2 separate regions of the Mus musculus genome follow, and region 1 is linked to region 2. The links are chromatin contacts, called in public promoter capture Hi-C maps. All regions are on one chromosome and are shown on one strand. The core of a region is the stretch at or near the end of the contact, and the rest is flanking DNA. Distances in the headings are between cores, read along the strand shown. Region 1 holds the start of Dph5 (diphthamide biosynthesis 5). Region 2 has its middle 34 kb from the start of S1pr1.

Region 1 (4,028 bases), core at 662-3,161, 140 kb before region 2:
TTATTTTTTCTTTGACAAATGGAGAAACTAGCATTTAGAAATTTGGAAATATATCTGCTAGCAGCTAAAATGTCTGAAAACTTTTGTGATGGACACTGTTCTAAGAGCCTAGAAGGCAAACACATCCTGACCTCAATTTATAAGAAATTAAATGTAAAGGAATTGTCCAGGGACATGTCACAAGGCAAAACAAGTTATGTCCCAATTTTGCTCTAAGCTATTGTCTAATATTCTTTTGTTTTTTGCTTTTTTGGGGGTGGGGGGTTGAGACAGGATTTCTCTGTGTAGCCCTGTCTGTCCTGGAACTTACTCTGTAGACCAGGCTGGCCTTGAACTCAGAAACCTGCCTGCCTCTGCCTCCCAAGTGCTGGGATTAAAGGTGTGTGCCACGACTGCCTGTCTTCCCTTTTTGTTTGTTTTTGGTTTTTGTTTTTGTTTTAGAGACAGGGTTTCTCTGTGTAGCCCTGGCTGTGTTTAATATTCTATTCGATTAACCTGCCAGTTATCTATTTTCTCAAATGGTTTTAGGTCCATTATAGTTTCTGATCACTGATCCAAGACATATTTCTATCATCTTGAAGTAAGTATAAACACCGACAAGTGTGGCCAGCAAGTCAAACTGACCATTAAACACTACTTTTTTTTTTTTTTTTCTAATTCATGACCAACTTAAGAAGAAGCCTATTTAGGATTCAAGATTTTTAACATAACCCTGAAACCTTCAAAATTCTGAGTTGTGAATCTGAGAGATATGACCGGAAGTTCTCTGGCCCACACTTTTATATGGAAGACTTGACAATTTAAAAAAACAAAACAAAACAAAAAAACCTTCCTCTCCTCCTCTAACAACACATCAGCATCTTATCTCAATATAGGGTTCACTTTAAGTTTGACAATCAAGCAGAAACTGACCCTTCTTGTTGTAACTATTATTTACATATTTACCCTGTTTAAGGTATATAATGCACTAATACATCCTCTGGTTACTTAGTCACTCTATATGTACATGTGGGAATGACAGCCTTCCTGGGAGAGTACATGTAAGGTCTCTTTGGCTATGTTGCAGACAAAAAAAAATGAGATCGCTGTTCCCTATGGAACTACTTCAAAGACGGAAGCTTTCAGATCGCTTGCTGAATGTATAAGCAACTCATTAAGCCTGTGTCAGCACCTCATTAGCACTCAACTCGGAAAGGATGTCTGGCTAGCTCATGAAATAACGGATTTGATAACTATCCCCAAGAGTGTAAAATAACTTTTTTTTTTTTATTTACTGGAGAAAGGCACAAAATTAGACTTGTAAAGTAGGACAAACTACCGTTTCATTTCCCAAGTCACTGAGTATGAAGTAGATCTTAATGGACAGGGTGTGTGTTTTACAGGGGCTTAAAAAAAAAAAAAAAAAGCAGACGCTTAGAGTCTGTGCAGTCTAGGGTAGGAGAATCGGACGCTAGCTAGATGTCTTCCCCAGAGGCCTGGGGACTTTAATCACGTACCAGGGCTTCCTTCCCTACAGTCAGGACTGAGGTGTAGGCTTCCAGATACACGCGACTGCATCGTCTCACAACTTCCAGGCCCTTGACTGTGATGTCCTTGGCATCTCCCAGGCCCAAGCCGATCAAGTAAAGCATTCCGAACTCCAGGGATGGGGAGACTGCAGAGCGAAGTGAACAACAGAAAAACGTCAGCTAACACCGGGGACCTAAAGTCTAGGGATGAACATAAAAACCAAGGTGGCACCCTGCGTGCGTCCGACACTCCTGCATACTCTTAGAAAATAATGGAATGACTGTTTTTAAAAGTGTGATCCGATTACCCGCTTAGAGACTCGGAGGTGATTCGCTGACGTCCCTCAAAGTCTCACTGCAGCCTTTTAATAATTGCAGTCCCCAAACCATGTGCCCATCAGAGACAGAGCTTCCGGGTCTCACCTAACGGCGCCGTAAAGCGCAGAGCCCTTCACAGCACTTTACGACTGGCAGGAGGCGGAGATGACAGACCGCTCCAGGAACGAGCTATAGAGCGATCGCATACCCCCCGCAAGGCCCTCCAGGACTCGCTGACTCCCGGGCAGAGGTCAAGGGTCAGGAATGGGTCCAGCTGTGCGCCTGGAAAGGACCCAGCGTGCCCACGCTCCCGGCAAGCCAGGACTCAAACATCCCCAAAGGGCGTCCGGGCTGATGACGATAGCTCCCAATCGCCCTCCAGACGCACACTGGCAGGAACAACCGGAGGGACTTCCCTGACCGACCCCGCGTTTGCTCAGCTTTGAATTCCCGCTCTGTAGATCTGTCGCAATTTAACCAGAAGTCACCCTGGTGAGGGGACAGGTTGGCTTGCCCTGCTGAGTGTGGTTGTTAAGTTCCCAGGGGGGGGGGGGGGGCTGTGACTCCTTCTAGGGGTTTGTCCCTGGGATCTGATACCAGAATGCCTCAAGGGAATCTGCCTTAGTCACCCTCGGTGGAGAGTGACCTTTTAAGAGTGCTCAAGGGATGACTAAATACGAATGTGATGACATATACGGATGAAAAATGCCATAATGAAGCCCATTACTTAGTATGCTAACCAAAGGATAATTTTAAAAAAGAAAGTAGTTCTATGGCGGGAAGCGCATAACAAAAAGGAAAGTGCTTTAAACCTCTCAGCGGTTGTTGCAGAGATTCTTAAAGATTGGTTACACGCAGCTCCAGTAAGCGAAAAGTTTACACTGCAGATGCTCTTCCTAAATTCACTGGTAACTTTATCCAAGTTGGGAAGACAGTTCATTGCTTCTCTTGGCACAATGTAATGGCCTTTCAGATTTTTCTTAAGTCTAGCCTTTTCCTCCAAGGGTGCACGAAGACCTGATTCTCCCTGTTCCCACTAAATTGATTTATTCTTTGCACCATATTAAAATACATACACCTCAAAATAGATCATGGTGTAAATGGAAAGACCTAAAATTATAACAGAAGAAAAAAAAAAAAGAAAAGAAAAGAAAATCTGACCTATCCAGGGAGAGATTTCTCAGGTATGCTATAAAAGGCATGTTGCAAAGAGAGAGGAAAAAAAGTCATACTTTAATAATAAAAACTCCCTTCAAAAGACTGAAGTCGTACACTGAGAGAAAATGTTTGCAAACCAGAAATTTGACAAAAGACTTGTCAACAGAGCAAACAAACCAAAGGAAGGCTATCAAGATGCTGGTAAAGGAACTTGTCACGCAAGTCTGACAACCTGAGTTTAATCCTGGAACCCAGTTAAAGGTGGAAGAAAAACAACTCCACAGAGGTCTCCCCTGACCACCACAGGCTGGCACACCCACACACACCCCCACACCCCCCCACACACAAACAAATTAATAATAAACTGAAGATGAATTCAAATCTAATGGATTCTTAAATGGAACAAGAAAACAACTCAATGTGGAAAAATGTACAAAAGATTTTGAGTGATAACAAATAAGATAGGCTAATAACAGATAAGCATTTTAAAACTTGTCTAGCCGGGCAGTGGAGGTGCACACCTTTAATCCCAGCACTCGGGAGGCAGATGCAGGCAGGTTTCTGAGTTTGAGGCCAGCCTGGTCTACAGAGTGAGTCTTGAACCCCGCCCCCGCCCAAAAAAAAATCTAGAGAAATGGTTTTCAAAGTTCTTTTTAGATTATTTTATGTGTGTGAATGTTTTCCCTGTCTGTATGTCTGTGTACCATATGTGTTCCTGTGCCCATGGAGGTCAGAAGACGGTACCAAAATCTCTGGAACTGGAGTTACAGATGTTTATAAGCCACCATGTGAGTGCTGGGAATCAAACCTGATAATCCGGAAACCTATCCAGTTCTATACATCCAGAGCTGGATTCATCACCTTCTTTACCTGCGTGGTATCTGACTCTGTATCGGGTAGGTTTGACATTCCCCCAACCCAGATATTAGTCACCCCCACACGTACTGCCAGGTCTTCTCTGTCAGAAACCATACTGACTATCACTGTGTTGGTTCAGATCCTAGCTCTATTACTCTGTTAGCTTCCCATCTTGTTCCCTTCAAA
Region 2 (4,576 bases), core at 1,414-3,913:
TAGTAACTGAAGAGTTTGTGGGGGAGCAGTGGAGAAGGTGGGTCAAGAGTGAACCCCAGGGCTTACAAATGACTCAGTGTATAAAGCTGACTGCTGCCAACACTGATGACCAGAGTTCAGTTCCCAGGACCCATATGGTAGCAGGAGAGAGCCAACTGCTGAAAGTTAACTTCTGACTACCACACATATGCCATGGAACACCAACAGCAACACACACACTCACTCACTCACTCACACTCACATGCTAAACAAACAAACAAGCAGAGAGAGAGAAACCCCAGAAATGACAGTAGGGGAAGAGGAAGAAATGATGATTCCAAGGAAGAAGACTGAAGAGAAGATATTTTGAAATAAAATACCTTTGGCTACTAGGTTTTATATTGACATATTGTCTATGGCGCACTGGAGTTCAGAAGGATTGGGGATGACAGAACTGCTGTGATAAAATGTTCTTAAAACTCTAGCGAGAGAGAAAGGGTTTGTTCTGGCTTACAATTTCACCTTATACTATTAGCTACTTCTCTGTTGTGGTTAACTGCCATGACCACAGGCAACTTAAAGAAGAGGGGTTATTTTGGCCTCTATGGTCTCTTTCTGGAACCATAGCGTTAGAGTTGCTAATGTATGGTAGCAAGTGACAGGCATGGTGGCAGGGGCAGGAAGCTGAGCACTCCCATCTTGAACCACAGGTACAGGGCAAGGAGAGCAAACTCTCAATAGCCAATGCTTTTCACTCTCAAAGCCCTCCCCTTCTGACATGCTTCCCCCCAGCAAGGTCATAGAAACTAAGTCTCCCCGAACAGCATTACCAACCCAGGACCAAATGCTCACAGCCTGCTTATTTGTCATCTACTGATTATGTGGGAACAAGTCCTGGGAGATTTAAGTTCTTGTCTCAGTTTGACCCCGTCGAGTGGGGTCAGAGGCTTAGATGCCCACCCGGGGCAGAGTGGAAAGTGTCTGGCAGCCCTCCCGTGTCCACCTGCCCAGAGCATAGGTGGAGCTCTGGCCGGACGTGGGCTATTCTCCCTTCCCCCTCTTTCCCCAGGCCCCCTTTTAGTTCCCACGAGTGTGCCAACTCTTCAGTTTTCCAATATCGCAAGAAGATTTTAAGTCATATGTAACTAGCAACAACTGCATGGTGAAAAAGTTAAATTTCTAACTTAAGATCACTGACTATACATAAGAGAGGTTACATATCAGAAGAGAAAACTGGTGGCTGCCACTTTCTCCCTATGGCCTTCACGGCCTCTTTGATGTCCTTATGGGAGATGCTTCTCATCCAAGGCACCACATATCCATCACTGTGGGGAAATCAAAGCAAGAACTCAAAATACTTAGTCATATGACAACAAAGAGTAGACAGTGGATGAACGTATGCATGCCTAGCACGCAGTCAGCTCCCTTTTTAACTCTTATATATCCAAGACTCAAAACCCGGGAGTGGTGACTCCGGCTTTTAGACTGACCCTTCCCATACCAGTTAAGACAATCAAGACAATCTTCCATAGGCCAACTTGACTTAGACCAGGGGTTCTCAACCTGTGGGTCTTAACACCTTTGGAGATTAGGTGACCCTTTTACAGGGGTTACATATCAGATATCCTGAATGTCAGATATTTACATTAAAATTAAAAACAGTAACAAAATTACAAAAATGAAGTAACAATGAAAATAATTTTATGGTGGGGGGGAGGGGAGGGGAGTTGCCATAACATGAAGAACTGTACTAAAGAGTCAAAGCATTAGGAAGGTTGAGAACCACTGCTCTAGACAGTCTCTATTAGTAATACCATCTCATTACATTGAGAGAGAATGAAATAATAGTGAGCCTCAAACAGTACAGAGGAAACCTTCATCCCTATGAAGATGCTCATTCCCCTATGAAATGAGGGTATTGCTCTAAATGATGAGTAAAGAATGATGGGTAAAGACTATGGGCAGGTATGCAAATTAACTCATTCATTCATTTCTGTAATACACAAGGGGTTCCCATAATGTTCAGTTAGTGTTTTAGTCACAGGGTTATGATGATGAGCCAGTCTGTGAAAGCTGTTGTCATAGTGATGGAAACAGATCATAAACAAGTAAACCATTTAATTCCTAGAGAATTTTGGGCTGATAAAGGCAATTACAAAAAAATACTGTGGATGGTTGGGGGGACAAAATGAGGTAATTTGGGCAGATTCCTCTCTGTATCCATGGACAAACCAGAAGAGGGATGCTTATTGTAAAGGATTTTTGCTATAGAGCATTCCTGGGGACATGACCAGTGAGGACAAAGGCACGGGCCAGGAATGGCTTGACCTGTTTCAGAAGCAATGGCAAGGGAAAAATGAAGAAAATCCAGTGCAAAGCACAGAGACATTCAAGGTGAGTCGGTGTGAAAAACCGACCTTCCTGGGCTTGCTTCCAAGGTAAGAATTTGAGGTTTGCTTTACAAAAATGCAATATTGTAAATATTGCACAACAGTACAATACTGCTATGTTACATTTGTCACTTTTATCAAGAGTGGGTCGGCAAGCAAACTCTTTTTAGAAGCTTCCAGAAGTCTTGTCCAGATGCCAGGCAGGAGCCCCCATGTACCTACAACCCTTAGCTCTCTACAGAACCAAAGCTGACTTTGATGTCAGCGCCCTGTTGGCCAGTCACCTGCTTTTACTTGCAAACCACACAGGATTGCACAACCTTAAATCCAGACTCATTTACAAAATACTGTCCTTTGATCCCTGGTGACCCTGAATTCAGTATCTGATGCTTTACTGACCTCAGGGAACAAGACCTTTTCTACATGCATCATCAACCTATGAGTAGCTTTCCTATTTCTGCCTGACTACCTCTTTCCTGCAGCTACCTGGGAAGAGCAAAAAGTCTGTCTAAATATTGTGTGTGTGAAAAACCTGCTGATCACTGTCTTGTTTGGTACAGAGACTACACAGATGTGTGCTTTTCCAATACTCACCAAACTATATACAGATACTCTTATTAAAGGTGTCTCCATTTTTAAAACAAATTATAACACTTTACTTTTTAAAAAGTTATATTTTTGGTGACATAATTGATCATTCACCTTTAGTCCCTATTTTCTTTAACTCTACTATTTTGATTATTGTGGCTCCTTTTAAAAAAGTCTCCATCAAGTTATCTGTCTATCTAATCTGTCTATCTAATCTGTCTATCTAATCTGTCTATCTATCTATCTATCTATCTATCTATCTATCTATCTATCTATCTATGTTCCTATCATCTTTTCTATCTCTATATATAGAGAGTATATATAGAGAGAAAAATAAAAACATATAATCTCTATATAGAGAGAGACAGAGATAAGAGACAGAGACAAATACAGAGATATAGATATCTACAGATATGTAAATATTTATCTCTCCATATCTGTCTGTCTGTCTGTCTGTCTGTCTGCTTATTGATTTGAAACAGGCCCTAGCTGGCCTGATACCTACTATGTAGCTCAGTCTATCATCAAATTAGTGTCAATCTTTCTACCTCAGTCTCCTGAGTGCTGAGATTACAAGCATGCATCTTCGCTCTAGGGTCCTTTAAAGACATGATCCTGACTCTCCTCTTGCTTTTTCAGGGGACTTGCTTTCTCTCTGTCTCTCACTAGTTTTTGTAACCTTCCACTATCCTCAAAATAAGCCATCCTCAAGCCAGAGATCTATGCTTGCTGATTTCCTATCAAACAACCATCGTCACACATACATTTTTAATGGATTGTGTCCATTCTTCCCTAAGCACAAGGATGGCATCTCCCTTGCCCATCACCCTACTTGCTGTGCTTGACACACAGAAATCAGAAATGCTGCGTGAAGTGAATGTGTGCAGTTGATGAGGGAGCTGTGGAGGCGGCTGCTCCTCATCCCAGTGGCTGAGAGGTGTTTGTTAAAGTTAGAATAGAAAGTTTGCTAATGAAACGCAGAGGCCCTTGCCTCATCCCTCCCTGCAGCCACTTCCTTTCTCACTCGAGACTCTTGTATTCTTAATATTTCTAGTAGCTAATTCATTTTAAAGAGTGGATTTTGTTGTTGTCCTTCATTAATGAACTGAAGACACAACCCTCACCTTTCTCTTAATAAATATGAAATTTGTGTCTTTTTTAAAAATTGTGTTTGTGGTAGGCCTAGGAAGAAGGGAGGTGGGTTGTGTGTTGTCTGGGGAATAACCGAGCTATTGGCTATAAGAACTGAAATCACTACCATGGCTGACATCTCCTTTGGTTCCTTCAGGGCAGCCTATGCAGTTTGCAGACGATAGTTTGGTATCTCCTTAAATCTCCCCTAGACCTACCATTGGCTGGCTCGTTTGCTGATTGGATCAATGAAGAGCGCCGGCGGATAAAGTTAACCAAAAACTGCTGTGTCTTTAAAAGAAAAAGATGCTGTTAATGACTGATCCCAGAATCGAATTCACTACTGTTTTCAAGGTTGATTGGCCAAGTCTTCCTGGCAAACCGTGAGCTTGCCAAACTGATTGTTCCAAGAATAGGTTAGCCTACATGCTTTGTAAAAGAAAAAGTCCCCATTTCTAAGTAAGAAATAAGAAAGGAAACACAAGCTT

The links. Promoter capture Hi-C pulls out the DNA fragments that hold promoters and counts their contacts.
Region 1: a contact with region 2 is called in a promoter capture Hi-C map of liver. The contact joins the promoter of Dph5 here to the enhancer-like site in region 2. A contact is called at or near these places in 4 of 39 promoter capture datasets (the C10 cell line, liver, neural stem cells and 1 more), 3 of 15 datasets of contacts at CTCF or cohesin (CD8 T cells, the NIH/3T3 cell line and large pre-B cells), 3 of 484 Hi-C or Micro-C datasets (Th1 cells and liver), 17 of 115 datasets of contacts at active chromatin or transcription factors (CD8 T cells, the SCID.adh cell line, bone marrow-derived macrophages and 11 more) and 3 of 9 other capture datasets (adipose tissue, liver and pancreatic islet).

The regions. Positions count from the first base shown.
Region 1 is chr3:115,886,066-115,890,093 of GRCm38.p6, reverse strand. It overlaps Dph5 (diphthamide biosynthesis 5), which reads right to left and starts at 1,911. Exons shown (of 8, transcript NM_027193.2): 1 at 1,817-1,911; 2 at 1,497-1,654. The coding sequence starts at 1,631. A930005H10Rik (RIKEN cDNA A930005H10 gene) reads left to right here and starts at 1,964. Exons shown (of 2, transcript NR_015487.1): 1 at 1,964-2,330.
Region 2 is chr3:115,746,563-115,751,138 of GRCm38.p6, reverse strand. No RefSeq gene overlaps it. Among named protein-coding and RNA genes, the nearest start is that of S1pr1, 34 kb to the right of the region's middle. Within about 2 kb of position 2,663, at least 6 of the 459 cell types and tissues checked have an H3K27ac peak or open chromatin away from gene starts, as enhancers often do. A contact at or near this core is called in liver, where this site is marked.